Regions from separate parts of the Mus musculus genome. Here regions 1, 2 and 3 are each linked to region 4. Evidence: chromatin contacts called from public HiChIP or PLAC-seq and promoter capture Hi-C data. All regions are on one chromosome and are shown on one strand. Each heading gives the region's core, a stretch centred on a gene start, on an enhancer-like site or on the middle of the called end of the contact. The rest is flanking DNA. Distances are from core to core; before and after follow the strand shown. Region 1 holds the start of Orai3 (ORAI calcium release-activated calcium modulator 3). Region 2 holds the start of Cox6a2 (cytochrome c oxidase subunit 6A2). Region 3 holds the start of Wdr11 (WD repeat domain 11). Region 4 holds the start of Sec23ip (Sec23 interacting protein).

Region 1 (6,804 bases), core at 958-3,457, 980 kb after region 4:
GGTGTGCTATACGCTATACCATGTTTGTTGTTGTTTAAATGGAAATTGAACCTAGGATTTCCTGAATGGTAGGCAAATACTCTACCAACTAGAACTAGGCTAGATTCACAGCCTGTGAATATGATTTGTATGTTTTAACTTCAGGCCACCTGGGTTTAGGAAGATATCTCCCATTTCTGTTTGTTGGTTTTTGGAGACAGGGTTTCTCTGTGTAGCCCTGGCTGTCCTGGAACTCACTCTGTAGACCAGGCTGGCCTCGAACTCAGAAACCCGCCTGCCTCTGCCTCCTGAGTGCTGGGATTAGAGGCGTGCGCCACCACGCCCGGCCCATTTCTTACAGATCCCGAGATTACTGTGGTGCAGGGATACAGTGGTACTTACAAAAATAAAACTGAGTATTTTGGGGAATTGGGCCACCGCAGATAGTAGGCAGGTGTGTTCACAAACAGGGATCTGGGCCAGGCTTAATTCTGGTGTCTCCCAGGGTCCAACCCAGGGTTCTTTGTCAGGACTGGGGGCGGTCCTAGAACCTACACATTCAGCCTACTGCTCCTCAGAGAAAGCCCTCTCACACTGACACCACAACGATCTGCTCTGCAACTTCTGCTGCACACTGTACTGTTCCTTTAGAAGCAGGCGGAGCCACGTGGTTCAAACACAAGCTGCTGTGCCCTTCTTTCTGTGGTGCTGATTCCTTTCAGTCAAATGTCCTCAGGAACTATGGGGCTGTTTGGGGGAAATCTGGGCCCCTTACAAGCAACAGAGCAAGAGCAACCTTTAAGATTACAGATTCTTTCGTCCTGATATTGAGGTTGCAGAAAAAAGGGAGGTATTGACCTAAGTTACTTTTATATGCCCTCACCTTAGCTCCCTCCAAGGCCTATTTACACAAGGGTACATTATGAAGGGTGCCCTCCCCCCAAGTGTGAAGAAAACTGAAACTAGCAGAGCTTCACTCCACACCCATACCCTGCGGAGCATCCTTGTCTAAACAGCAGCTTCCATGTAGTCTAGATAGCACACTGTTCTAGAAGAGCCTCCTTTGCTAAGCGGAGCTTGTTCTAACACACCTAGTTCTAGGGGGTCTCCATAAGAATCCCACATCCTCCTGGACAAAAGCTTGGCAGACCACAGAGACAGCACCTTCTATGATGTCACAACTTCCTAAAGATGGCAACTGGAGTGGATGTCGACTTGGGGCCGCACAGCTGGCCCTAAGTAGGGAGGAACCAGGACACATCTGCAGGCCACACTCTGGAATCTTCAGTTCCACTTCCCGGGGCCACTGCTGGGACCGTTAGCTGACATTATCCTCCCACACCTGCAGTTTATCAGACTTATCTGCTAGCTCCCTGATCAGCTTCCTTCCCCAGCAGCTTCCTCATGGTTTCTTAGTTTTCCCGGCAATTCTCTGTGCCTTCTGAGAGGTGGGCCCTTCAGTCAAATGACTCTCACATACACTATCCCCCTTCCCCGATCTGGTTGATATAGGCTCTCATTCAGCTTTGACTGCCTTTCAACTCTCGAGGACTTGGTAACTAAGCCACTTCAGACTTTCCCCCCACCAGTCTGCATCTGCTGACCTCTTTACTCCCTTCTTCCACGGCATTTCTGGGACCGATCTTCAGTCTGTTTATATTCCTAGAGCTGTGCCCGACATAAAGGGTTTTTCCAGTCCCTTGGGACTTAGCTCCTTCTTTTATCCTAAAGAAACCCTTTTATTCAGTCCAGTACTGGGGACCCATTTTCTTGACTTCTCCCACCACGTGCTTTACCCACCCCGTGTACCCCCTCCCACCCCTCACCATGGCGAAGCCCGACAGCAGAGCAGATGTGCGGCTGGAGGCTTTGAGCTTAGCCCGGCTGAGGTAGAGGCGGCGCCAGCTGAGCGCCCGCAGAGAGTGCTGACTGGCCCCCATAAGGTCCAGGTAGCCGCGGTGCACGAACTCCCGGTACGTGGCTGAGCCCGCGGGGCTGTCCACCTCCGGGTTCAGCGGGGCCTGTTCGCCCGTGTCCCCCTCGCCGCCCTTCATCCTGAGAGCAGTTACACCACAAGCGCAGATGGTCAAGGAGGGGCCGAGGCGCCTTGTATCCCCAAGAAGGGACGGCCCAAGCGCGGGTGGGACCCCATCCTGGGTGGCAAGGCAGACCCAGCGGGAACAGTTACGGACGCGTCTAGAAGGCCCAGGGGCCGAAACAGGAACTGGGGCAGGGGCGGAGCCCGGTGACCACATGATTGGGTGGAGCCGTGAGACGAACCCCTGCAGTCTGCCCACGGGCAGAGATCTCAAGGGACCCTCTAACCCAGGCCACGACGTGAATGCTCAGCCTCAGCTTTTGCTGGGACTTTGCTGGCCTCAGACCACCCAGTGTATGTACCTGGACATTCACAGGTGTCCAGACTTCCACACTCCTCTTTGAGCAGTCATCTCAGGAAAATTAAGCCCATTTTCCTCCCAGAGACCAAAGGAGCCCCTTCCACCATCCCTACCCACCACTCAGACTCGACACCGCAGACAGACACAAAAAGTCAGCGGCCCCGGCTAGATTCTGAGTTTTATAGCAAACCTTATTGTACAGACTTGTGGGGTTAGGGGTCCAGCCCGGCTGGGTGCCCCACTTGTCCCTCGCCGGGGTGCCTCCTCCCCTCCCGCAAGCGGCCCCACCGTCAAGCCTTTCTCCAACCCCAGGCCCCCCCTCCTGCCTTTGGTCCGCCCAGCCCCCGCCCCCAACCCGCGCACCTTCCTGTTACCTGAGGTATGTGGATAGATTCCCCTCCCCCCACCCCCATGTAGTACAATCCAGTTCCCCCTGGCCTAAGTTGAGTGGGACCTAGACCTGACTCCTCCCTCAGGCTCTTGAGACCCCACCCCCACACTGGAAGAAGGAAAGGGGTGGGAAGAGGGGAGGTGCCAAGAGTCTGTTACTAAGTTCCCACAGCAACTAAGAGGGACCGTTTCCAGTCTTAGCACTGATTTCCGGAGGTGTCCATTGGCTGCTATTTCCATGGCAACCAGGAGTGGCAGTTCCCTGGGCAAATGGGACACGAGTTTCCATGACGATGAAAGAATGGGAAGAGCCAAACTGGAGGAGTCCCATCTTGCCCATCTTTAAGCTGACATTTCCCCACCCCAACTCAAGTGAAGGGTGGAGCTGTTCAAGACAGTAATGCAAGAGAGCTAGGGGTGGGACAGTCCAAACTGGGTACCCATAGCCCAGTCTCGGTCAAGCTGGTCCCCTCACATCACACTCCCCCAAGTCCGAGATTCCCCCGGTTCAAGTAACACTTCAGTACAGATGAATGTTCAAGTATTGTGTAGAGAGCCAGGCAGGGGTCTGGGCTACCCCTCACCACTCCCCTGGGCCACCGAGCTTAACAGCAGGTAGACCCGCGGCCCCTACTCCTTGCAATAGCTGCCATTTTCAGTGACGTTCAAGGAGTCAAGGTCGGGGAAAACTGAAATCTGGGTAGAGGGAAGGGGAGAGAGGCAACCCTACGCAGAGGGTACTATCCCCACATCTGCTCCTCTCCCAGCCCCCAGTCCTGGCATTACCTGGCTTGTAGCGCCCCCTGTCTTGACACTCGGATCCCCAATTGCTCCTCTGTTTTCCCTTTTTGGCCCCCCATCCCACCCAACTGGTCTTTGTTCCCTGAACCCTTGTTGGTCTGATTTCTGCCCTCCCCACACCCATCCATCGCCTCCCCCAGCCCCCAGTATCCTGTGTACAAGATACCATGTCACCTCATTTTCCCTACTCCAGACTTGCACCTTCACCGCCCCTCCCTCCCACCATCCCTTTGGCTCAGCACCTCCCCAGTACCTCTTGACCCACTCCCCAGAGGGGATGGACAATGAAGCAGGTGAAAGGGAGAGATGGGAAGCAAAGACCCCCAGAGATATCAGTGCAGGTGGGAGAGAGGGAAGGCTGGCTCAAGTCCCTGGGCAGGAATCCCAAGTCATTAAACTGAGGAGTGCCAAGTCATGAAGAAAATAACCTGGCCTCCCAACAGGGGGTGAAATGAAGGCAAGAGGTCCAGGTTCTCTGGCTGAGTCCTGGGGAAGGGAAGGGAAGGGGGCATCGGCACCCAACTAGCTGTCCTTGAGAAGCAGTTTCTCTTCTGGGCAGCGAAAGGGGCCAGGGGGCCCAGCAGCCGCCAACCGGGCACAAGCTTCAGGTGAGAGCTGGCGGCAGGAGCGTAGGTCCAGGCGGCGAAGACGTGGGCATCGACGGAACAGTGGAAGGCAGTGGTCCGTGAGGCGGTGGCACCCTGCGTAAGGGGCAGCAGCAGTTGAGATTAGACAGCTAAGGAGGTAGCACACGGTAGACAGGGACTTCACACGGGGGATCGCACTTACCAGCGAGATTGAGGTGCACCAGTGTTTCTCGAAGAGGGGAAGTAGGAGCCGTGAGGAGGTGGACACTGGGGTCCCCAACGTGGGCGCAGTGACTCAGGTCCAGGGCACTGAGCTGGGGAGCGTGGCGCAACAGGAGCCTCAGGGAGGCATCTGTGAGCTCCAGACCAGCTAGGCGAAGTTCTGCCACCCCCTGCAGTCGGCCTCGACTCTCAGTTTGCCCTAGGCAGATAAAGTAGTATTAGCGCTCCTCCCAGCCTGTCCTCGTGGTCTTCATTATCTGCCCTACACCTGCTCCCAACAAGGGAGTCTCCTCAACTGCTGCTGCTCCACATGACTGGCTCTTCACAGCAACACGTGGCATCTCAGCTGACCTGCTCCTATCCCCTCAGGGAAACCTTCCGGGAGAGCTCTCAAGTCTCAACATTCCTCAGTCCTAAGCCCCCATCTCAGGGATCTGATACACTGTATACATTTTTGCTTTTTGACCCTTTCCTCCCTCCATAGAAACGGCAGTTCCAAGCAAGCAGGAACTTTTGCTCAATGCTCTGTCCCTAGTAGGATGCTCGGTGTCTTTACCCATTATCCAATAAACAGCACCCTCCACCCTCCCGTGACTACAGAGGCTCAACAACAGGCTTGCTTGAACTCCTTTCATTCGTTCTGCACCAGAACCCGGTCTGACTGCAGGCACCCTCCCCACACCCTTGCTATGTAACTCTGCCTGGACTGAATTGCCTGTGTAGACCTACTTGGCCTCAAATTAGCAACAATTCTCCCACCTCTACCTCCTGAGTGCTAATGCCCGATCTACTTTCTGGTATCAAGAAAAGCATTCTCAAACACAAATGAAATAGTATCTCTTCTCTACCTGACCTTTTCTGGTGGTGTGTGCAGGTTAGGCTTTTTGTTTTGTTCTTTTGTCAACTTGACACAAGCTAGTGTGTCTTCATCTGCAAAGAAAATGTCAACTTAAGAATGTTCTCCACTGTCGGGCAGTGGTGACTCACACCTTTAATCCCAGCACTTGGAAGGCAGAGGCAGGCGGATTTCTGAGTTCGAGGCCAGCCTGGTCTACAGAGTGAGTTCCAGGACAGCCAGGGCTATACAGAGAAACCCTGTCTCAAAAAACAAAAAACAACAACAAAAAAAGTTCTCCACCAGATTAACCTGCAGGCTAGTCTGTGAGGGCATATATATATTTTTTATGTTCATATCATGTTCAATTCATGACATGAGATGGCCCAGCTCATTATGGGCAGTGCCACCCTATGGGCAGTGCCACCCTGGGCAGGTAGACCTGAGTAGTATAAACATGCAGGCCGAGCAAGCCACTGAGTGCAAGCCGTGCAAGCCAGTAAGATGTGAACCTCCATGGCCTCTGCTCTGCTCCCCGTCCTGCCCGAGGTCCTGCCCTGACTCCATACTGAACTCTAAGCTGTAAGATGAAGTTAATCCTTTGCTCCCCGAGGGCCTCTGGGGACTTCATGTTTCATCACAGCAATAGAAACCAAGGCCTGGCTAACTCCCTGATACAGCATTCATCTCTCTGAGTCCCACCGTTGTCTCAGCTTCACTGAGGCTACATTCCACAAGTGGCTCTGTCCACAAAACCCTACTGGGATGACCTACACTCAAGAGACTGCTAGCCACTGCAGAGTGAGTCCAGAGGCAGCCTCCTCCCCTATCTCCGGGGGAAAGAGTTCAGAGTCCTCCTACCCCCACACTACTGGCCTAAGTCCCTGAGGTGGACTGCTGGCCCCACCCCAGAATTGCAGCAAGCCCAGAACTGCACAAGGCCCAAGATCTTAGATTTACTTTCCTTCCAAATTCTCTTGTGATAATACTGCTGAGCCTTTAACTCCACTTGAAGAAGCCAAGCCTTGAGGCTCAGTAGTTAACCACATATACCACTCTTCCAGAAGACCTGAGTTCAATTCCCAGGACCCAGTATGCATTCTGACACCCCTGGCCTATGTAAGCACCTGCACTCATGTGAACATACCCCCTACACAAACATATACATATAATTTAAAATTTAAAAAAAAATGTAAGAAGGAAGCCACATTTCTATTTAATCACTTCTGCTTACAGATGAGAACACCTGTCCCAGAGCACATGATTACAAAATAGCAGAGCCAGGACCCCAGAGCACCTGATTACAAAATAACAGAGCAAGCTAGGACCCCAGGCCAGGGCTGACTCACACTCTTATCTCATTTTATAACAATACCATAGTCACTTGCCAGGCAGTAACCTGGCTCTAAAAAATACATCACCAGACATCACAGTCCAAGGTAAGTTGCCAAAACTGTGCTGTGGCATATGACATCTGCACAGTGCTAAAACTCTGTGTGTGTGTGTGTTGGGAGTTGGGGGGGAATGCTGAACATAGGACCTCACGCATGTAGAGTGAACCCTCACCACTGAGCTGTGTCCTCATTTCCCT
Region 2 (7,141 bases), core at 1,816-4,315, 540 kb after region 4:
TCACACATAGCCACCCAGACAGGCTTAGTGTGTAATGATAACAACAACAACAACAATAATAAACAACAATGAGTTTTCTCCTGTGGAGGAGTCAGATGGAATTTATAAAACTAGACTTAATTGGGGCTAAATAAACTCCGTTTTAAAATTAAAAAAAAAAAGAATTCTGAAATTTTGATTTCTTTTTTAAAACACAGAAAAATTACATGACTGTGATTTGTTTTATTCCCAGGCGTAGGGGTGTGAGGCTGCTTCCGACAGTCCGCAGCAGCTGACTATGATTTGCCTCATGCTCTGGCAGAGGCACGGTTTTGCCAGCTGCAGATATTTTCTACCATTGTAACCTTTTGGAATCCTGGGAACTTTTCGGAGGATACATAAATGTGAGGGCCCCAGAGGCAGGCTGGGAGTGTTGGTCACTTGGGGGTGGGGGGGGGTGGAGGGGTTGTTAGTAGCTGTGGTTAAAGAAGAAACAAAAGGGAGGACATTAGATTCAGAGATTTCCCTAATTCTTCTCTCCCTTCTAACCTTGTTTCTCTTTTACCCAGTGTTGGAGTTAAAACCAGGGGATAAAAGAGGGGAGCAGAGAAGAACCCACAAAGTAGCAAAGACAGGTACAGGTGAGTTTGTTTTTTCTCCGCCTGAAGAAGAAGAAGAAAAAAAAAACCCTTCCAGTAATTGGAATCTAACTTATGCATGGTGCAAGGATGCTACAATTGCTACAGATGTTACAGATGCAGATGCTACAGTTCTCACAAGGAAACAGTTATGACAAAACCCTGCTAAATGTGGTGGTATGCACCTGGAAAAACAGCACCAAGGAGGACTTACAATCCAAGCCAGGCAGGGGTACTCAGTGAAAGCCAAACAAAAGAAAAAGAAAGAAAACAGCAGCTGGGAGTGCGAGTTTGCCTTGTGTACCTAGCCTCTGGGTTCCGTCCCCAGCAGCACAAAAATCAACATCATAACACAGAAACCTGTAGAAAATTGGTTAAGTAAAAACCTCCATGTAGGTGCTCAAGTGTACCACACGATGGCGGTAGAGGACAGTAGTGACCTTTGCAGCATTCACTGAGTGGCTGCAAAGAGCAGAGAAGGCAAGGATGGGAATTCTCAGCAAACCTCTGAGAGGCTACTTAGGAGGAAAGGGAGACCTAGAGCCTCTGTAAGTACAAATGTTCCTCTTACTGTTTTCTTCAGTAGCCATAATGGAACTAAATAGGGAGGAGATTAGAGGAAACTGTGTATGGAGGTGGGGTGACAGGAAATTTTAAAGTCACATTTCCACAGCAGTCCCAAAATCCAACAGGACAAAAATGACTATGGGAAGAATTCATTACAGAAAGAGGAACCTGGGTAGATGGAACTATTCCATTTCTATGACATTTATTTACTTGTGGGGCCTGGAAGCATGAATATCTTTTACCTTGTGGGTCTTAGGGATCAAACACAGTTTGTCAGGCTTACCAGCAAGCACCCTTACCTACTGAGCCATCTTACTAGCCCAAGTTTAAAGTAAATGAGAGGTATAGGTGTAGAGCCCTTATTACTTTCCTTTTATAAGTGGATTAGATACATCAAACTTTGCTCAGAGCTAGAGGCATCCTGTTAGACTGTAAACCTGAGTACAGTACAATCCACACCTAGACCATAGCACTTATGGAACGAATGCAGAAGGGTCATGAGTTCAATTCCAGCCTAGCCTACATCGTGAGAGCCTATCACAGAGAGAAAGAACAGAAAGTCCTGTGGCTGAGAATATAGCTTGGGCTACAGAGCTCCGGCTCTTACAATCTTCTCTCCCCCTTTGCCTTTAAGCTTCTTGGGTTGGCTAGATGTATCAGTGGGCAAAGGTGCTCACTATACAAGCCTGGTGGCCTGCTCTCGGCTCCCAGGAGAGTATGCATCATAAAGTTGTCCTCTGAGCGCCACATCCGTGTCACATATGAGCACACACCAATACCAAGTGAAACACAGCAACAACCGAGCCTGAGCTCAGTGGGGGAACATTTAATTAGCATGCACACAGCCCTGGGATTCAATTCCCAGATAATTTTTTAAATGGGCACCTAACTAGTTTTAAGCATATTACTTGTCTACTCTGTGCTAGCTATTGAGAACAGAATATTAAATGAAGTCATTCCGTGCCACTGTGAAAAAATGGTGCATATTTATTTAGATAGACAGTCCAGAGTTGCCCAGGATAGCTTTAGTACATATTTATTTAGATAGACAGTCCAGGGCTGGCAAGATGGCTCAGTGGTTAAGAGCACTGACTGCTCTTCCAAAGGTCCTGAGTTCAAATCTCAGCAACCACATGGTGGCTCACAACCACCCGTAATGAGATCTGATGCCCTCTTCTGGTGCTAGAAGTCAGCTACAGTGTACTTATGTATAATAATAAATGAAGCTTTGGGCTGGAGCAAGCAGGGACTTAGTGATCGGAGTTGACCAGAGCGAGCAAAGGTCCTAAAAATTCAATCCACAACAACCACATGAAGGCTCACAACCATCTGTAGAGCTACTGTATACTCACATATATAAAACAAATAAATCTTTAGATAGACAGTCCAGTGTAGCCCAGGATAGCTTTGACCTTGGTACGTAGTCCAAGATGGCCTTGAACTCCTGACCCTTCTGCCTCCATGTCCCAAGTGCTGGCTGGCATTATAAATAAGTGCACCACACTGAGATTGTGTAGGAATAGGGAAAGAACTCAGGACATTATGGGTACTTGGTAGGCAGACACTGCAGGCAGTCTACCAACTGAGCTACACTCCCACCCCCACCCCACCCCACTGTAAAATTTGTTTTAAAGACAAGATCTTAGGTAGTTCAAGCTGTGATCAAACTCATTAAGTTGATAACAGTGGCCTTGAACTCTGATCCTCCAGCTTACATATTTCAAGTTTGTATCACTTTAAATCTTCTCTTGCCAAAATAAAAGGCACATTGCATCAGCTGCCTGAAGAGGATCTCCTGCCAGTCAAGACCCACTTTAGATAGAGAAAGCCCCTAAAAATAGCCATCCATGTGCGGGCTCAACAGGTGATTGGCTCTGAGAGGGGAGGAGAGCCTCTCGACTGGGTGAAGGAGACAGAGAAGGACAGTGCCATTCCTAGCCTCCCTTTGACAATGGCTCTGCCTCTAAAGGTCCTGAGCCGGAGCATGGCCAGCGCAGCCAAAGGAGACCATGGAGGGGCAGGAGGTAAGTGGGGCCAGGCCTGACTCTGATTTAGTAGCCTAGCCGATCTGTTCTCTTTGCCCGGCTTCCCCCTCCTTCTGTCTCCTGGCTCCTCTCTCCTGATCTACCAGGCACTGATCTTTCAGACCTCTAGGCCCAGGGATAGTTTTTGCCTATGAATCTACTCACACCCCACCTTTGCTCCTCCAGCCAACACCTGGCGCCTCCTGACCTTTGTGCTGGCTCTTCCCGGCGTAGCCCTCTGCTCCCTTAACTGCTGGATGCACGCTGGCCACCACGAGCGCCCAGAGTTCATCCCGTATCACCACCTCCGCATCCGAACCAAGGTACGCCAGAGGATGAGCGAGTGAGAGCATGCAGGGGGATTGCGGGGAGGGACTGTGGTGGGTGACCTGTCTGCCTTCTCTCTGCAGCCCTTCGCCTGGGGGGACGGCAACCACACGCTTTTCCACAATCCCCACGTCAATCCTTTGCCCACCGGTTATGAGCACCCTTGATGTCTCAGCAGACACGCTCTGCCAGCAATCTTCAAATTGGCCTTCTGCACACCGGCTCTGAGAGCCCCTGAGGTTCCAGTGGACAGTTCCAAGCTCAATAAAGGTGTGGAAGTTTTGTGTCCTCTGGCTCTTTGGGAACAGCATGGTGGAAGGGGCTGGGCAGGCTCTTGGGCAGTTGGTATCTGGGTTCCAGTTATTTTTTTTTATATAAGGAAAATGTGATGTTTCCACCTGCATTTTCATTTTATTTTTTAAAAATTTATACAAGCAATACATTGAATATTGAGCATATTACTCAGTCTTGTGTTAGTTCTTATCCATATGTAAATTTATGCTGACCCCATTCCTGCTCTTGCAAAAAAAGTGGATCAGCACTGAAATCTGACACATGGGCAAACCATAAAAATCTCCCAGCTCAGGAGGTAGGGCATCATTTCTGGGAAGTTTCCCAGGCTAGCCCAGAGCTGAAGAGAACTTGTTCCCATGCCAGTAGATTCATAGGCAAAAGCAAAACCAATCTCGTAATTGTGGAGATATACAGGAAAGTAGATTCCTAGGACGTGAGATGTGGAGGAGTCTCATGGTTGGAATCTGCCTGGCCGGCTGGGTCAGGATCTGCAGATGGTAGATCCAGCATCTCTTTATACTGACGTTTGAAGAAGCCAAGCTATAAAATGTAGTAAAGTCAGAAAAACTGGGTAAGAGGGAAGTTGAAGATGAGAGAACTAAAATAACTTCCAGCTGTGTGTCAGGGCAGCCATGTGAATGGCCCTCACGTACAGAGAAAGGCCATGTGCCAAGCAGTCGTTACACTCTTAGTTGTGGGAGGAAGCCACAGGCTCATTGTCGGGCAGATTTGTACATATGGCATGTCTGCTTCAGTTTAGCCATTCTGTGATATAACTTTCATTGTTATTTCAAAAAGGAGAGATGGAAAAAGACCAAGCAAATGTGATAGGAACAGAATATGTGGCCAAGCCTGCCCTACAACTACGATCTGTGTTCTTACTGTCGTATGGTGTGCACGACAGAACTGGTAGTGAACACTAGTAGTGTTAGGAAAATGATGTGAAAACAATTTACCTTGTACAGCGCCACAGTGATGAGAGCCAGTAACAGCAGACCTCCCACTGAGCTGAACACCATGAGGAAGACGGGCTCATAGACCACGTATTCTTCTAGCATCGTTGACACCTGATTTGAAAATCAGTGAATGCTCATTCTTCTCACACATGCACACAAACACTCATACACACAGGCACACAGTACACACAAACACACACACACGCACACACACAGTCATATACATATGCACATATGCGCACTCATATACACACATGTGCACACAAACACTCATGCACACAGGCACACAATACACACAAACACACACATGTGCATGCATGTGCGCACACATGCACACACACAGTCATATACACATGTACATATGCGCACTCATATATACACACACAGGCACGCACACACTCATATGTCCACACACACACTCATATACACCCACACACATGCACACACATGTGCTCACACACACACACACACACACACACACACACACACACAAACACACCCCTTTACTATTCCCCCTCCCTTGCCAATGCCCATGAATGCTTCCAAGCATTGAGCCACAGAAGCATTCATGCATTCTGAGGGTCTAGGAACCTCTACCCTCCGTCCAGGCTGGCAGATCCGCAGCCAGCACTACAGACTGAAGAACATTCAGAGCCCTCTCACCAGCCTGGCAGCTGCCTGCCACAATCACTACCTGGGCTCTCAGAAATGCCTCCTGTCCCGGCAGCTGGGAATACACAGATGTGTTGAATGTGATTTCAGCCTCACTCAGGAGCAACACCTTTTTCTGCAATGTCTGCAAAAGATGGGGTGGGGCAGAGCTGGGAATTAGATCTGGGGAAGCTCAGGGTTCAAGGACTGCCCTGACCCAAGGATGCCCCAGACCCATCGGGCACACATGGTCCAGGGGAGGACTTCTGCTATTGGCCACGCACCTGACTGATCCAGCCGAAGCTGAGGTTGCCCTTCAGAATGAAGTCAAGCTCATCCAGGGTGCCCAAGGAGGGGATGTCACAGCGGAGGTGCAGGCAGTCGGCGATGGCGCAGTCCTGGGGGCAGGAGGGGGATAAAGCTGAGGAGGAGGAGGGCCTTTACTTAGAAAGAGACAAAAAGATGAAACAAAGGCTGGCATTGAGTAGAGAATATACAATCGCAGGCTGACTACACAGTCAGAGTCATCAGTGCATTCCGTGCGTGTCCCCAGCACACGGGCTTTTCTCACCAGCACAGAGCGTCCTTGGATCTGGGTCAGAAGGTCGGAATGTTGAGGAGGTTCCCTCTGTGACACACAGGAGACACCCTAGGAGTGGGGGAGGTGATCAGAGCATGGCATCCTTATAGAGAGGGATTCTGGAGAGAGAACTGCTACGGGCTGTGTACCTGTGCTGGGCTCCTCAGAGTCACATCCCACACGGCCACACCATTCAGAAGGATGGGGACCCAGAAGTTAACGCTGATGGCCAGCGTCAATGGACTCAGGTTATTCACCTGCAGGAGTGGAGACCAGGTATTGGTATGATCCCTAGAACACCCCCATTTATTTCCTACCCATAGTTCTCTAGTCTTCTCCATCTTGAGCTGAGACCAACACACGTATTCTCTAGCTTCTCACACGATATCGATGTTCGGCCTCTTTCTGTCTCTCCCCGTGGGAAGATGAGAAGTTGAAATGCTTGGTAGAATCTTCCTGCCTGGAGAGAATGACATGTTAGTGAGAAACCGCTCCGACGCCATCTCCGTTTGAATCCCAGCTCGCTGTACAGTACTGGGTCCAGCAGCTGATGCAGGGAAACAACGATGGTCTTCAAATGCATCTGCAGCCTCGGTGCCAGCTTCCACTCCTCTCCCCACAGAGCCTTGCCAGGCACCGGAGTTACCAGCTCTTCCCTTGATGCGCTGACTTCTTTATGCCCCCAAAGATCTGTTCCAGCTTTCTTTGGCAGGAAATGTTCTTAACCGAGTTCCAGGGATTTTCACTCAGAGACCCAGCATCTGCACATTCCTTGTACTGATTGATCGCCATTTCCCAGTGGTGAGAAAGCGCTTGTATGCCCCCTCTAGCTGGTAGTCCATCAGATGGGAGGTGGCCTCAGGAACGCCTACAAAGTCTTCTGCCAGAATAAATAAGCCTATGGGACTCTACAAAGGGAAGGCTAGATTACTTGGGACAAATGGAGTGACCCTGTCTCTGGTGGCAGGCATGAAAGCAGATATAGTCGTGTTGGGGCAGGCAAACACATATGGAAGGAGTTGGCCCAGGAACTCAAGCCAAGAGGGTCCCTAAATGCCGACAGGTTCCTATCTACTGGTTGTATTTGTGAGATAGGCTCAAGTCATAGCCTAGACACGCCTTAAA
Region 3 (6,678 bases), core at 1,376-3,875, 850 kb before region 4:
AAGAGGAAAGAGAAAGGGGAGGTGACAACACTTCTCTCCTTGAAAACCTCAAATTAAAACCTCTCTACTTTATATAAAACTTAATGATGAAAGCCTGGATGCCTTCCCCTAAGCTATAGAAGTACCACTTAGCATTCTGACTCACTGAAGTTAGAGGTCCTGGCCAATGCAATATGGAAAGAAAAACAAAAATAAGCAAGTGGAAATTACTGAATTAAATTGCTCTGGTTAGCAGATGTCATGGTTATATCTATGTCTAAAAATCCAGCCCAAAATTACTAGTTCTAATAAGTAAGTTTATCAAGACCATAGGACATAAGTGAATATGTCCTATGATATAGTTTCCCTCAACTTCATACCAAATACAAAAATTAACTTAAAATTTATCAAGGACTGAAATAAAAAGCTAAAAATAAACTTGTAAATTGCTTGATGTTGGAGAAACCAGTGATTCCTTGGATATAGCACAAATAAATGGAAAAGTAAAATAAAGAATAAATTATATCAAAATTAAAACCATTTGTTCTTGAAAAGGCACTGTCAAAAGAAATGAAAAGAAGACCAAATAATAAGAGAAAATATCTGCAGGTTATGCGTCTGATAAGGGGCTCATTCAGGTCACGATTTAATAGTAACAAGGCAACACATTTCAAAGTGGGCCAAGAATCAGAGTAGGCATTTTTCTTAGTTACTTAATTACTAATGTGAACAGACACCATGACCAAGGCAGCTCTTATAAGGACAACATTTAATTGGGGCTGGCTCACAGGTTCTGAGGTTCAGTCCATTATCATCAAGGCTGGAGCATGGCAGAGTCCAGGCAGGCATGGTGCAGGAGGAGATGAGAGTTCTACATTTTCATTTGAAAGCTGCTAGTAAAACACTGACTTCCAAGCAGCTAGAATGAGGGTCTTAAAGCCCACATCCACAGTGACACACCTACTCCAACAGGGCCACACCTTCTAATAGTGCCACTCCCTGGGCCGAGCATATACAAACGGTCACAGGGCTTTTACAAAGACACACAAATAACCAGCAAGTCTATGAAAAGATGTTCATGAAATCACAGATTATATTCGCCATGAAATCACAAATCAAAACCACAGTGTGACTCACACCCACAAAGACAGTTACACTTTATATTTTCTTAGCACATGGTAGTCAGTGTTCAAAACTAATGGATGAGGGGGTGCTATGGTAAATGACAGAACTGGTATTTCCACTCACCTTTTCAAAGTGCCCCAGAACTAGCACTTAACAATGTATTCTGGATTGACATTAAGTCATGGGTATGTAAATGCTAGGCAACCCTAGATAATTGTATTTATATCTATGACTTAATGAGAACCTGATGACGTATTAAACTTGAGGTTATGGGGCTGATGTGTGACTTAACTTACCTTAACAATATCAGCTTTATGTTTTTCTAGAACTTGTAGAGTTTGGGCAGTATTGGAATCGATCACTACCACCAGTGAATGGCATCCATATGCAATTAAACCTTGCCAGCCCCTGGCGAAACAAGTGTTAAAATATAAAACAAAGCGACTCAACTTTGCCTATCATAAACAAATCTAGTTCACATGTGCCATTATTAGTAGTACTTCTTAAAGTGAAAGGCTTGTGATATTGTTCCATTTACAAAACACCCCCAGCTAAGTTTACAAATATTTATTGAGACTCATTTTCACTCAGATCAACAGTTCTAAAAGATATCTACAAAGAGCTCTGATGTGCAAAACCAATCTGGGCTGGTTTTGTATGAACACATGCTGTCTTATTCAGCATTTAATAACATTTATTTTTTATAACAACATAGAATCCACAATGCCCCTAGGATGAGTGACTAGTCTTAGTCCTTTCAATCAGATAAAAAAGTACATGAGAGGTCTCAGCCTCCGCAGCAACATTCCTAGCACAACAGTAATAGGATTTGCCTCACATGGTTAGTTCTCAGAACCTGGGTGTTATTTCACTGTGGAAAGAGAACTGGCTGTGGAGGCCGTGCTTCACGGGAACCAGTAAAGATAAAAGTGGGAGTAGGTAAGTGACAGGACACAGTTTGGGGCATTGTTGAATGCATCTAAGTGAAAAAGAGGAGTCTGAAAGAGTAAGAAAGAGTCAGGACCAGGAAGAGAAAAGGAGACAAGGAGAGAAGCCCTCCCGGGTGCAGGCTGGGGAAGAGGAAATGGGGACAGTAAAGGAATGAGATGCGGAGAAAGAACCCAGGACTGAAACTGTCTGCACCGAGGACCTGCCGGCTCCAGGCATTTGCGACTTATAGGACAACACAAATGTCTCAACTAAAAGCAAATCTGCGAGCTGTGGGACGCTGGCCGCGGTCTAGGCGAGGAAAACCGGAAGCCCAGTGTTCTTCCCCGTCCCCTCGCGAACTGCGGCCGAGGCCGGAAGCACTGCCCTCACCAGTCCACCGCCGCCTTGTTGTGCGCGTTGAGAGCCCCGGTGAGGGTGCGCGCTGACACCTTGAAGTTTACGGTGTAGGGTAACATCGCGGCGGCACCCCGGCCCTCCCCACCGGCAGGCAGGAAGCGACACGAGCAGCTCTTCCGTTCCAAAGTCCGGGTAGTCGCGTCCGCGCCAGCAGTTGGGTTCCGTGAAATCCCAGGTTCCTCCTTCCAATAGTCCGTCGTCTCTCCAGGAACTAGGACTTCTAGGTTCCTCCCTCTCCAAAGTTCCGAAACTCAAGTGAATCCCATGGAGTGTGGGTTGGAGCTAAGCATGGAAGAGGGGTTCTGCTACCAGTCGCATCTGCTTTCTTCCTTTTGGGAGAAAGATTGCTGGAAATCGTGAAAACAAAACAATAAAACTCCCAGTTTGCTTTTCTGCCTTTGATATGTTAATTTAGGGCAACTACCATTGCCAGCCACTGTTTGTTGTAGAAGGGTCCTGCATGAGAAGACACAGTGACTGTCTACTCACTAATGCTCACTAATGTTTGTTCTCTTTTTATTATGTGATAACTATCCTGGCTAATAGGGTTTGCATAACTCGCTCCCAAAGGACCATGTATTAAAAAACGTGATTTTCCCTACTTTAGGAAGAAGGGCCCATTGGGAGGTTTTTAGATCACTAGGAGAAGCGCCCAGGTTGGGGTGGGAGGTGCTGTTGAAGGGAATTGTTGGACCCTGGTCTTTTCCTCCTTATTTTTTGTGGCCCATGAAGTGAAAGGTTTTGCCATCTTGCTGTGCATCGTCACCATGGTATAGGTTCAAGAACAATGGGGCAAACCAGGCATGGACTAGAAGCTCCGAGATATTGTCCTTTAGAGACTGAGTATCTCGGGTGCTTGTTTCAGATTTGGAAATCTGGCCAACACACAAGTGAGGTGAGGAAGACTCAGTGAGTAAAGATGTTGAGTGTCTTTTAGCAGCAATTTAGCCATTTGTAATTATTTTTAAAAATACCCTATTGGGATATTTTAGCTCACTTTGTCTTTTCACTTCTGAGTTATAAGTATTCTTCGTTTATTATAAATTGAAGTTCCTTTTCATATATATATACATATATAATGTTTATTAAAATATACAAAAGTATGTGTTGAATAAACATATAATATAGAAATATATTTTATGATATGTATATTATATGATATATAGCACAATACATTATAGAAATTATATATTATAATATGTAGTATTATAAAATATACATACATAATATAAATACATACTATGTTTATATATAGATTATATTACAATATTTATATATAAGATTTATATTAAAACATATAAGATGTATATAAAAAAACCACTGTCGTTCCATAAATGTCAACATGAACCTTGAGTCAATTGGCTACGCAAATATTCCCAGCAAAGTCAAAGGCTGCAGTTAAGAGGACTTAAGTGTGTTCTCCAGCACCAGAGTGAGACAGCTCACAACCACCTGTAATTCCAACTCCCAGGGTTCACACCCTTCTAGACTCTAGTGCTCCTGCTCCTACACAAGAACATACCCTCACATAAACACATAGTTGAAATGAAAGGAAATCTTAAAAAATGATGAAATGAAACAAATGTTGGTAAGTTGTTCTTTTGATATTCTTTACTATATATGTAGATTTCATCTGTATTTTTAGTTACTGAAACTGCATAGCATGATGACTCTTGGAACCCTGCTGATAGTCCTGCTCAGTGCTTGCATATGTAAAAATCTACATGAATGTCCCTCTTCTCCTGCATCTTCAAGGGGCTCATGGAAGGTCGGTGTTACTGAGGGCTTTAGGTCACTCATTGTGACTCTGAGAAGCATCTTTAACTCCTTTCAGCCTCTGTGCTGGCTTCAGTGAGACGTCCCTCACCATCCTGAGCATTAGAGCATTTGATTTTTCAGTTGTCGGTTGTTTCGTAGGTTCAGGAGGTCTGGCCTGGATGGAGGAAGTGTGTCACTGGGGACAGATTTTGAGAGTTTAAAGGCTTAGATAGACCATCTCAAGTTTGTTTTCTCTGCTTTCTGCTTGTGGTTTGAAATGTAGTTCTCATGTGTTCCTCCATCTTGCCTGTTGCCATAATTCCCTGCCTTGATTGATGCTTATCCCTCCAGAACTGTAAGTCTAGATAAACTTTGTCTTTCCTAAGTTGCCTTGATCATAGTGTTCTGTCAGAGAGATAGAACCTGCACTAATACAAACTCCTTCCCCCTGTTATTGTGGCAGAGAAAAGGATTAAATTAGACCAAACATTTACAAAGCCTTAACGTAACACTTAGCTTCCTATAATTCCTTGTTTATTTACTGATAGGCATAAAACAAGGCCTGCTGTTTTCAGTGACTGCATTGCTTCCTCTAAGATATCATTTTAGCAGATAAAGACCTTTCTTTTTGAAGGCATGGCTTGCAAGAGAAGAATTGATAAGGATTTGGGTGAAAATAGAGTCCAATTTGGCTTGTGAGCCTCCAAGACACAAACACCATGACAGCCAGCTTTAAAATGAGGGCTATCAGATCATTTCAATGAATACAGGGGCAATATTGAAAGAATTATTGGCCTACAAGGGATATCATCTCTCTGTCTACCATGTATCTATCTATCTATCTATCTATCTATCTATCTATCTATCTATCTACCTATCTATCTATCTATCTATCTATCTATCTATCTATCTATCTATGCATCTCTCCCTCTCTCCCTCACTCTTTCCCTCTTCTCCTTCCTCTCCCCTCTCCTCCCTTCTCCTCTTCCCCTCCCTCTTCCCTTTCCCTTCCTTATCTGTCTCTTCCCCTTCCTTTTCCCCCTTCCCCTCCTCTTCCTTTTCTTTTCCCCTCCCCCTCCCTCACTCTGTATCCCTTTCTCTTTCTTTTTCTCATTTTCCTCTTCCCCCAGGCTGGCCCAGAACTCACTGTGTAGCAGCAGAGTGGCCCACAACTCACTATGTAGCTCAAGGCTGGCCTCTAGTTTATGTCAGTCCTCTTGACAAAACCTCCTTCTAAGTACTTGTCAAATGAAGGTTGTCTTTATTCAATCCATTTCGAACAGACCAGAGGAAGAGTTTTCCTGGCCAGTGTTGGACAGGAGCATGGACTTAGGCTGCCCTGACCTATACAAACAACCTTTTAAAATATAAGGAATTATATAGCTCAAGTAGGTATATGCATGTATGCGTGCATACATATATGTGCATGTGTGTTCACGTGTGCATGTGTGCATGCATGCATGTGGGGCAGTGGGTGTGGAGGAATAAAGGGAGTGGGAGAAAACCCGAGTCCTGCCAGAGTTCTGGTGCTCTGGGCAGGCAGACACAGAGGATTGCTGCACGCTTTCCACGTGTGTGTGTCCAACTGTGGGAAGCTACGGACCCAGCCCATTGGGGGTGGACAAGGGGAAGTCCTAGGTCTCTGGACCTCATAGAGGCCAGAGATAACAGGTTCTCAGTCTCGGGCATCCCAGACACTGCTGGACACCATGGAAGAGCTGAGAACAAAATGGGGGCCCCAGGGGCGGCTCAGTCAGTCCTGGAGCCGAAAGGAGGAGAAGGCAGGGAGAGAGAGGGTGCTGGGTGGTTCCCATGAGGGTGAGAGTCCTTGGTCAGGTCCATGGCTGGAGCACAGGAGTCTTCTGTCGAGAGGTTAGACACGGCTCGTTAGGGGAAAACCTGTCCCATCGTTCAAGCATGGCAGGCCTTGATGAGCAGAGACAGTCTATGGTTTTAGAGCTTTATTGTAGAAAGGCAGGGGGAAAGAGAGAAGATGGAAAGAGGGAGAGAGGCAGGCCATGGCCACGTGGGGAGGGGGAGGGAGAGAGAAGGAGGGCTAGAGATTAGAGTAAGAAAGGTGAGAGCTTAAAGCAAGTGAGGAGAGATCAAGCAGCCCCTTTTAGAGTGGGCTGGGCTACCTTGCTGTTGCCAGGTAACTATGGGGAGGAGCATACTTGACTATAGTCAGATAACTGTGGGAGTGGAGTCTAGCCAAAATGCCAGAAGCTTGTGTGCATGACTTATAGTCACAGAATTATGGAGTTGGGGGCTCTGTGGTGTCAGGCACCTGTCTCTGGGAATGTGGCTCACTATTCCATCCCTTGTAGAGTTTCCTACTGGGTCACTGGAATAAGCCTCATTCAACCAAAATAGGCTACCTTTCATGGCCACACACATGCATGTGTATATATCTGTGTCTGTGTGTGTGCTTTGTTTTACAGTTAAATTTAGAATAAGTAAATGTTCATT
Region 4 (6,575 bases), core at 3,259-5,758:
CTCAGACATACAGGACACCAGGTCACAGGCGGGCAAGACGGCTCAGCAGGAAAAGCTGGCTGCCCCAGAACCAACAGGATAGGATGAGAAAACCAATTCCCACAAAGTATTCTCGGATCCTCCACATATAACACATAATAAATAAATAAAAAATGCTAAAAAGAATCACAAAATGGCAAGTCACTAGCAATCTCATTTTTCTAGGCTCATTTCTCCTCACTTCCCCTTGGCCAGCATCATCCTCACTACTATGTTCTCTGCTTCAACAGTGCCACGTCAAGTAATGCCCAAGGCATCGCTTTCCCATGAACTAGACCTTCACCCCACTCTTCCCAGCTCCCCCTTGTAATCTTTCCTTGCCTTGTTCTGGTCAAGCTTATCTGCAACTGCTGCAGGGCTTACAGTCCATCCGCTGTGTGGGGCCACTCCCAGCACAACAGGCACACTGTGGTCCCTGCCCTTGGAGAACTGCCAAAGCTCTGCCTCTCTGTGACCTCACAGTGATCCTCCTTCACAGCTTCCAGGCTGTCCCAGTTATACTTCACATACCAAATTAGTGAAGGGATGCCACTCCACAGGTTTGGCCATAATGCCCAAAACACAATTCCAATCAGAATATGGTATCTAAGGCTGTCTTTCTGAACTATGCAAACTATTCAGAAGACATGCCTACAGTCGCAGCCTCTCCAGACTGAGGCAGGCAGAACAATAAAAGCCAATCTTAAAAAAAATTATTTTTCAAGACAGAGCTTCACTATGTAGCCCTGGCTGTCCTGGAACTCACTCTGTAGACCAGGATGGCTTTGAACTCAAGAGGTCCACCTGCCTCTTCCTAAATGCTAGGATCAAACAAAGCTGTGCACCACCATATCCAGAATTTTTTTTTTTAATTAAATGTGGAAAAAGAAAGAGTCTTATCAGCAGTCTCTTCAATACTGAAGACAAAATGCCTTCCTGCCCAGGCCCTCCCTCAGCTTCAGCCTTCTGCTTTTCCAAAACATACTCCGACTCCATCACTCTCCAGTCCTGTGAGCCTCACAGGACTGTGTTCATCCCCAACAATCAAGAGCCTTCTGTGGAATCACTCACCCAGTAAGAGAACAGACTGACTTAGTCCAAGAAGCATTTCTCAAACTAGCACCGATCATAAGATACTGACCTCAACACACTGCAGGCTTTACCCTAGGAGCACTTCCTAAATCCACACCTCTAGGCCAGAGCTGCATAGTGAGACCCTCAGCAACAAACACCCTTCAAAGGCTCCCCGGAGTCCAATGAAGTCCAAACCTTCTAGGACAGTATGAGGCCCACAGACACCTAGGCTAATATTCTGCATACACACTAGGCATCTTTTTTGGAGACAAGTGGAGGGTGGAAGGACAGGATGCAGAGGAGAGGAAAGAGGTCCCATACGGAACACTGCCAACTCCTGCCAAGCCTGCAGACTGTTCCTCTATCGATCCTTCAAACTCCACTCTCTTTGATCATTCTCTTTGAGATTCTGAGGCCTTTCAGGGACATCGTCCCTCTACTCCACCAGCTGAGACTCACAGCGGCCACAGTGGCCGACCCATCCATCTCCAGCTGTTTTTAACCTGTACTACAATAACCAGTGTTTGTGTGTATGTATACACTGGTCTGAGGGAGAGGGCAGAACTGTCTGTTCCATGCTACCTTGACATCTGCAACAGGGCCTGACAAACACAAGCTGCTCAGTTCGTCTCTGCTTCCTGTGTGTCTCCTCCACAGATGTGATTAACTGCTGCTTTCAAGGAGATGGAGTCTCCTCTGGCTCCAGAAATGCTCTCAAGAGATCTCTAATCAAGCCATCTTTAAGTGTAGAGAATGCTTGTTATACACTCAGGAGGCAGAGGAAGGTGGATCACTCTAAGTTCAAGATCAGCCTGGTTTACACAAAGAGTTCCAGGACAGCCAGAGCTACTACATAACAGAGAGATCCTGATAAGAAAGGAAGAAAGGAAGAAAGGAAGGAAGGAAGGAAGGAAGACAGACAGACAGACAGACAGGCTTGTTACAGAATGGTAGTTCTAAAACCTTTTGTGCTCTCACAAAAAATAAGTTTAAATCTAAGAAACAAAGAGTTTTCAAGATGGGGTTGGAGAGTTATCTCAGTCATTGCGAGCTTGTGCTGCTCTTACAGAGCATGGCTCTTAAAGATGGCCCTAATTTGTCTCCCAGCACTGGACTCAGGTGCTCACACCCACCTGTAACTCCAGCTCCAGGCACGGTCAAAGTCTCTGGCCTCTGAGAGCAACTACATTCATGTATATGGACACAAAGATAGACATACCCAAGTACACATTTTTTAAAATAGTAAAAATAAACTTTTAAGAAGCTTTTAAAATATAAAGCTGGGAGTGGTGGCTTATGCCTGTAGTCTCAGCACCTGGGGACTAAGACAAGAGGTCTGCCACAAGTTCTGGGTTACCCTGGGCTACAAAATGACACCATGTCTCAAAAAGTAATTAATAAATGAATAAACCTTAAAGACTGATATACTTATCTTAAAGCTGAAAACAGAAATGTTGAGCTGGAGAGATGGCTCAATGGTTAAGACCACTGGCTGCTCTTCCAGAGGACCTGGATTCAATTCCCAGCACCCACATGGCGGCTCACAACTGTCTGTAACTTCCAGTTCCAGGGGGTCCCACACCCCCACATAGACACACAGGCAGAAAAACAGTAATGAACAGAAAATTAACAAGAAAATGAAGAAGAGAATAGAAATGTCAAGCACCGACAATAACACACAAATTAAATATCATACATCAAGGAAAACGAGCGTGCATCAAACACCACTCTGGAGGCCGAGAACAATCTGAAAAACCCAAGGCACGACCTTACTGATTCCTGGACCCTTCCACAGTACTCTGGTCCAGCCACAATTCTTCACCAAAGAAAGCATCACTGAACCTTTCAGTCACACCGCTTCCATGAGGCAGGGGCACTCGTGGATCCATCCCCCCAGTCGCTCAGCAAACTCCCACTAGAAATTCTGTAGTCTGCATTCCAGGCATCGGGCCAGCCCCTGCTTTGACAAAGCTTACACCCTGGCCTGGTAGGGTAAGCGGGCATATGTACCTGTCAGACAGTTACGAGCACCGAGAAGAAACATGACAGAAAGGAGACACTGCAGATACACATGCTTTCAGTTGTCTTTCTTCCCTTCTGCGGGAAACTCCCCTTAGTCCTCCAAGGAGGAATTATTTGGTGGGGAAAGCTCAGCACCTAACAAGCACCTGTGTGCTAGGCACTAAAAAACAGGACCCTGAAAATGAAAAGAGGTAAGAAGTTCACAGTCCACATGGAGGGGCAGAGTACTTAGCTCACAAGTATTTACACAACAATACGTGTGGGACACTAGATATAGAACTCTACAAAAATGAGACAGGGTATAGTGACGAATGCCTTTAATCCCAGCACTCAGAGGCAGAGAGGCAGAGGCAGGTGGATCCTTTAAGTTTGAGGCCAGCCTGATCTACACAGTGAGTTCTAGGACAGTCAGTACTACACAGAGAGACCTTGCTCTCAAACCCAGGGATAGGAGCTGAAAACATGAAATCTAAGCAGACAGGTAAAATGTCATGACTGAGGCCACACAGCAAGTTAATGGCAGTGCCGGGTCTGAACACAGTCTGTGCTCCAAACCACCAGAGAGAGACAGACGAGAAAGAGAGACAGAGACAAACGAGAGAGAGAGAGAGAGAGAGAGAGAGAGAGAGAGAGAGAGAGAGAGAGAGAAATCAGCCTTCCCAGATATACACAGAGCTTAATCAAAAGTGTAACGGGGGGGCTTTTACTAGGAGAGAGTGTATAGTCCTCTACAAGAGAGGCATTGTCTCCTCTGGAGAAACTTACTGTCTCCTAGGTGATGTCCTACCCTATCACCGGTGTTTCCCAGTAAGAGAGCAGCTTTCGGATTCTAGCAAAGGGTAACTGTCTAATTTAGCTGCGTTTTCTGCCAGCACCAGCACACCAGTGGGTGTTCAACAAACAGTTGCGCAATGACAGGAGTTCCAAGCCTCATCACCGGAGCCCCTCCTCCAGGATCCTCCAGTCCCTGGCCCTCTGAAAGCTGGTCACTGCTGACCCTGGCAAGCGACTCAGAGCAGGCGACACTCCTGTCCCACCCGCCTCCCGGGACAGACACTGGCCCCCAAGCGCCCTCGGCTCACTACCTCCGGGTAAGAGCAGGGAAGCCGGGGAGGCGGCGGCCTGCGTGACGGGGATGAAGGGCACGTTGAAGCTGAACTCCGTGGCCGAGGAGGAGAAGAGTAAGTTAGTGCCTGACGAGGAGGCGGACGCTCCGCCGCCGTTAGCCTTCCTATCCGCCATGGCTGCAGACCCCCGGCCGTTACGTGGCTCTGCGAGCCCGGTGCTGCACACAGACCGGAAACCGGTTAGCGAGGATGCCACCGCACTTCCGCACTTGCGCACAGGTGCCACAGGCCAGCGACTCCGGGATCGGTTTTCTTCCGGAATTTGACGCCGCCCAAAATCAATAAGGTGGAATCGGCTTCAGACCCAAGCCTATCACGTGACAGCCTCGGTCTCGCGAGACTGGGTCAGCCTCTGGAATCACAGCATAGAATAGAGAGGTGTGGCCGATGAATCCTAGCGTTAATTGACGCTCGAAGTCGCAGATTCTGAGATGTCCTGGACGCCCTGAGTTTCTCATGGAGTATCTGTTTTTGGTTGGTTGGTTTATTTGCTTGCTTGCGAGGCAGGATCTCTCTATGCTGCCCAGACTGACTTTTTATCCTCCTGCCTCAGCTCTTCCATTTCTGAGATTAATACCACCACACACTGCAATTCTTATATCTTTATGACAGGCGGTCATAAGAATTGGAAGTAAGAATTATTATCGGCTGGGTTCCTTTTTTTTTTTCAGTTACGTTTTCATGATGTTGCCTGGAATTCTCAAGAGGTCTGTCTGCCTCTTCTTCCCAAGAGCTTAAAAGGAGTGTGCCACCACTCCAGGCTACTATCTCCTTGAATGTGTGCATCAACAAAAAGTGCCTTTGGTAAGGCAGTTCCAAGTGGTAGACGATTTATGTTTCAAAGGGGCAGAGAAAAGATGTATAATTGCAACATTCTAGAGTTACTGCTGTAATTTAGGGTTTGGGGACCTATCTGCCTACTACCAGGTTTTGGCTGGAATAAAAACATTAAATTCTGGCAGTGTTGAGTTTACCTCGACAAGCATTTCAACGGGGCCAAGAAGTACAGAGCTTAGTAATGGGGAAACTTCTGGTGAGTCATAGATAACATGGCCTCAAACTGCTAAAAGCCATGCTAGACTAGAAGTTGGTCAAGAAAATTCTCTTTATCATAAAGAAGCAAGGCTGAGAACCATATACCAGAGAGTGATATATGAAACAGACCTGAAATCCTTCCTTTTTGGGTTTACAATCTGGCAAAACAATCAACTAAACACAAAATAATATAAATGGCAGGCTTTCCTTAAGTGTGTTTCCTGGAACACTGACATCATCTGGGGACAGAGATCTAAACATTCTAGGAAGAGCGAGCATGTATCTCTCTCCATCAGATCATTAGCGAAAAACTTAAGGAAGAAAAAGCTTCCCTGAGGAAGAAAAACTAAAGTTGAAACTTGAGAACTAGGGCTTCAAACCTCTTTATGAGTGCAGGGATCCCAGAGGACCAGCCCTGCTGTGGTGTTGCACACCTTTAATTCCAGCACTTGGAAGGCAGAGGCAGGCGGATTTCTGAGATCAAGGCCAGCATGGTCTACAAAGTGAGTTCCAGGACAGCCAGGGTTATTCAGAGAAACCCTGTCTCGAATAAAAAGAGAGAGAGAGAGAGAAGAGAGAGAGAGAGAGAGAAAGGCCTAAATTCCAAAACCATCACTTTGCATAATTAACTTCAACATATGATTTTTTTTTATTTTAAACCATAACAGGAAGGGGAAAAAAAACTAAAATAACAATTAAGATGAGAAAAGGGACAGAAGAGGGCCCAGAATGAGATATACCTTTTAAGGGCATGCCCTGAGTGACTGAGTGACCACCACCTCCTCCTCCTCCTCCTCCTCCTCCTCCTCCTCCTCCTCCTCCTCCTCCTCCTCCTCCTCCTCCTCCTTCTTCTTCTTCTTCTTGTTTTTTGTCTGTTTTTTCAAGACAAGGTTTCTCTGTGTAGCCCTGGCTGTCCTGAAACTCAGAAATCTGCCTGCCTCTGCCTCCCAAGTGCTGAGATTAAAGGCGTGTGCCACCACTGCCCTGGCTGAGTGAACTTCTTCTAATCAGGTCCCTTCTTGACTGCACTCTTCCCAATTAAGGATCCATCGATAGGCACTGGAGATGTAGCTCAGCCTGGGCTACATAGTGAGTTCCAAGGAAACTAAGGCTAAATGCATAGATGATAGATAGATAGATAGATAGATAGATAGATAGATAGATAGATAGATAATAGATAGATAGATAGATGATAGCCTCTCTAAAGCCAGATATCTTAACACATAGCTTTAATTTGTTTATTATGAGGCACAGAGTTAAAATATGAAATTTCCCTCATTCGGTTCCAAGAACATGGCT

Evidence for each region. Promoter capture Hi-C pulls out the DNA fragments that hold promoters and counts their contacts. HiChIP or PLAC-seq counts read pairs in DNA pulled down with a chosen protein or histone mark.
Region 1: a promoter capture Hi-C map of pre-B cells shows a contact between it and region 4. The contact joins the promoter of Orai3 here to the promoter of Sec23ip in region 4.
Region 2: a contact with region 4 is called in an H3K27ac HiChIP or PLAC-seq map of microglia, with 4 times the contacts expected there. The contact joins the promoter of Cox6a2 here to the promoter of Sec23ip in region 4. A contact is called at or near these places in 1 of 39 promoter capture datasets (the C10 cell line) and 1 of 115 datasets of contacts at active chromatin or transcription factors (microglia).
Region 3: a contact with region 4 is called in a promoter capture Hi-C map of embryonic stem cells, with 8 times the contacts expected there. The contact joins the promoter of Wdr11 here to the promoter of Sec23ip in region 4. A contact is called at or near these places in 6 of 39 promoter capture datasets (cranial neural crest, embryonic stem cells, hippocampal neurons and 1 more), 2 of 484 Hi-C or Micro-C datasets (embryonic fibroblasts and reprogramming fibroblasts) and 5 of 115 datasets of contacts at active chromatin or transcription factors (astrocytes, craniofacial prominence, embryonic forebrain and 2 more).

Annotation. Positions count from the first base shown.
Region 1 is chr7:127,765,218-127,772,021 of GRCm38.p6, reverse strand. It overlaps Orai3 (ORAI calcium release-activated calcium modulator 3), which reads right to left and starts at 2,207. Exons shown (of 2, transcript NM_198424.3): 1 at 1,806-2,207. The coding sequence starts at 2,033. Fbxl19 (F-box and leucine-rich repeat protein 19) reads right to left here. Exons shown (of 11, transcript NM_172748.2): 10 at 4,359-4,577; 11 at 3,094-4,270. The coding sequence ends at 4,092.
Region 2 is chr7:128,202,290-128,209,430 of GRCm38.p6, reverse strand. Cox6a2 (cytochrome c oxidase subunit 6A2) reads left to right here and starts at 3,065. Exons shown (of 3, transcript NM_009943.2): 1 at 3,065-3,208; 2 at 3,395-3,531; 3 at 3,619-3,996. The coding sequence starts at 3,136. The coding sequence ends at 3,702. Itgad (integrin, alpha D) reads right to left here. Exons shown (of 31, transcript NM_001029872.3): 25 at 6,398-6,476; 26 at 6,166-6,273; 27 at 6,008-6,085; 28 at 5,721-5,834; 29 at 5,480-5,581; 30 at 4,786-4,896; 31 at 3,927-4,369. The coding sequence ends at 4,256. It overlaps 4931431B13Rik (RIKEN cDNA 4931431B13 gene), which reads left to right and starts at 6,103. Exons shown (of 3, transcript NR_045183.1): 1 at 6,103-6,292.
Region 3 is chr7:129,587,810-129,594,487 of GRCm38.p6, reverse strand. Wdr11 (WD repeat domain 11) reads right to left here and starts at 2,625. Exons shown (of 29, transcript NM_172255.3): 1 at 2,425-2,625; 2 at 1,401-1,512. The coding sequence starts at 2,510.
Region 4 is chr7:128,742,803-128,749,377 of GRCm38.p6, reverse strand. Sec23ip (Sec23 interacting protein) reads right to left here and starts at 4,508. Exons shown (of 19, transcript NM_001029982.2): 1 at 4,200-4,508. The coding sequence starts at 4,356.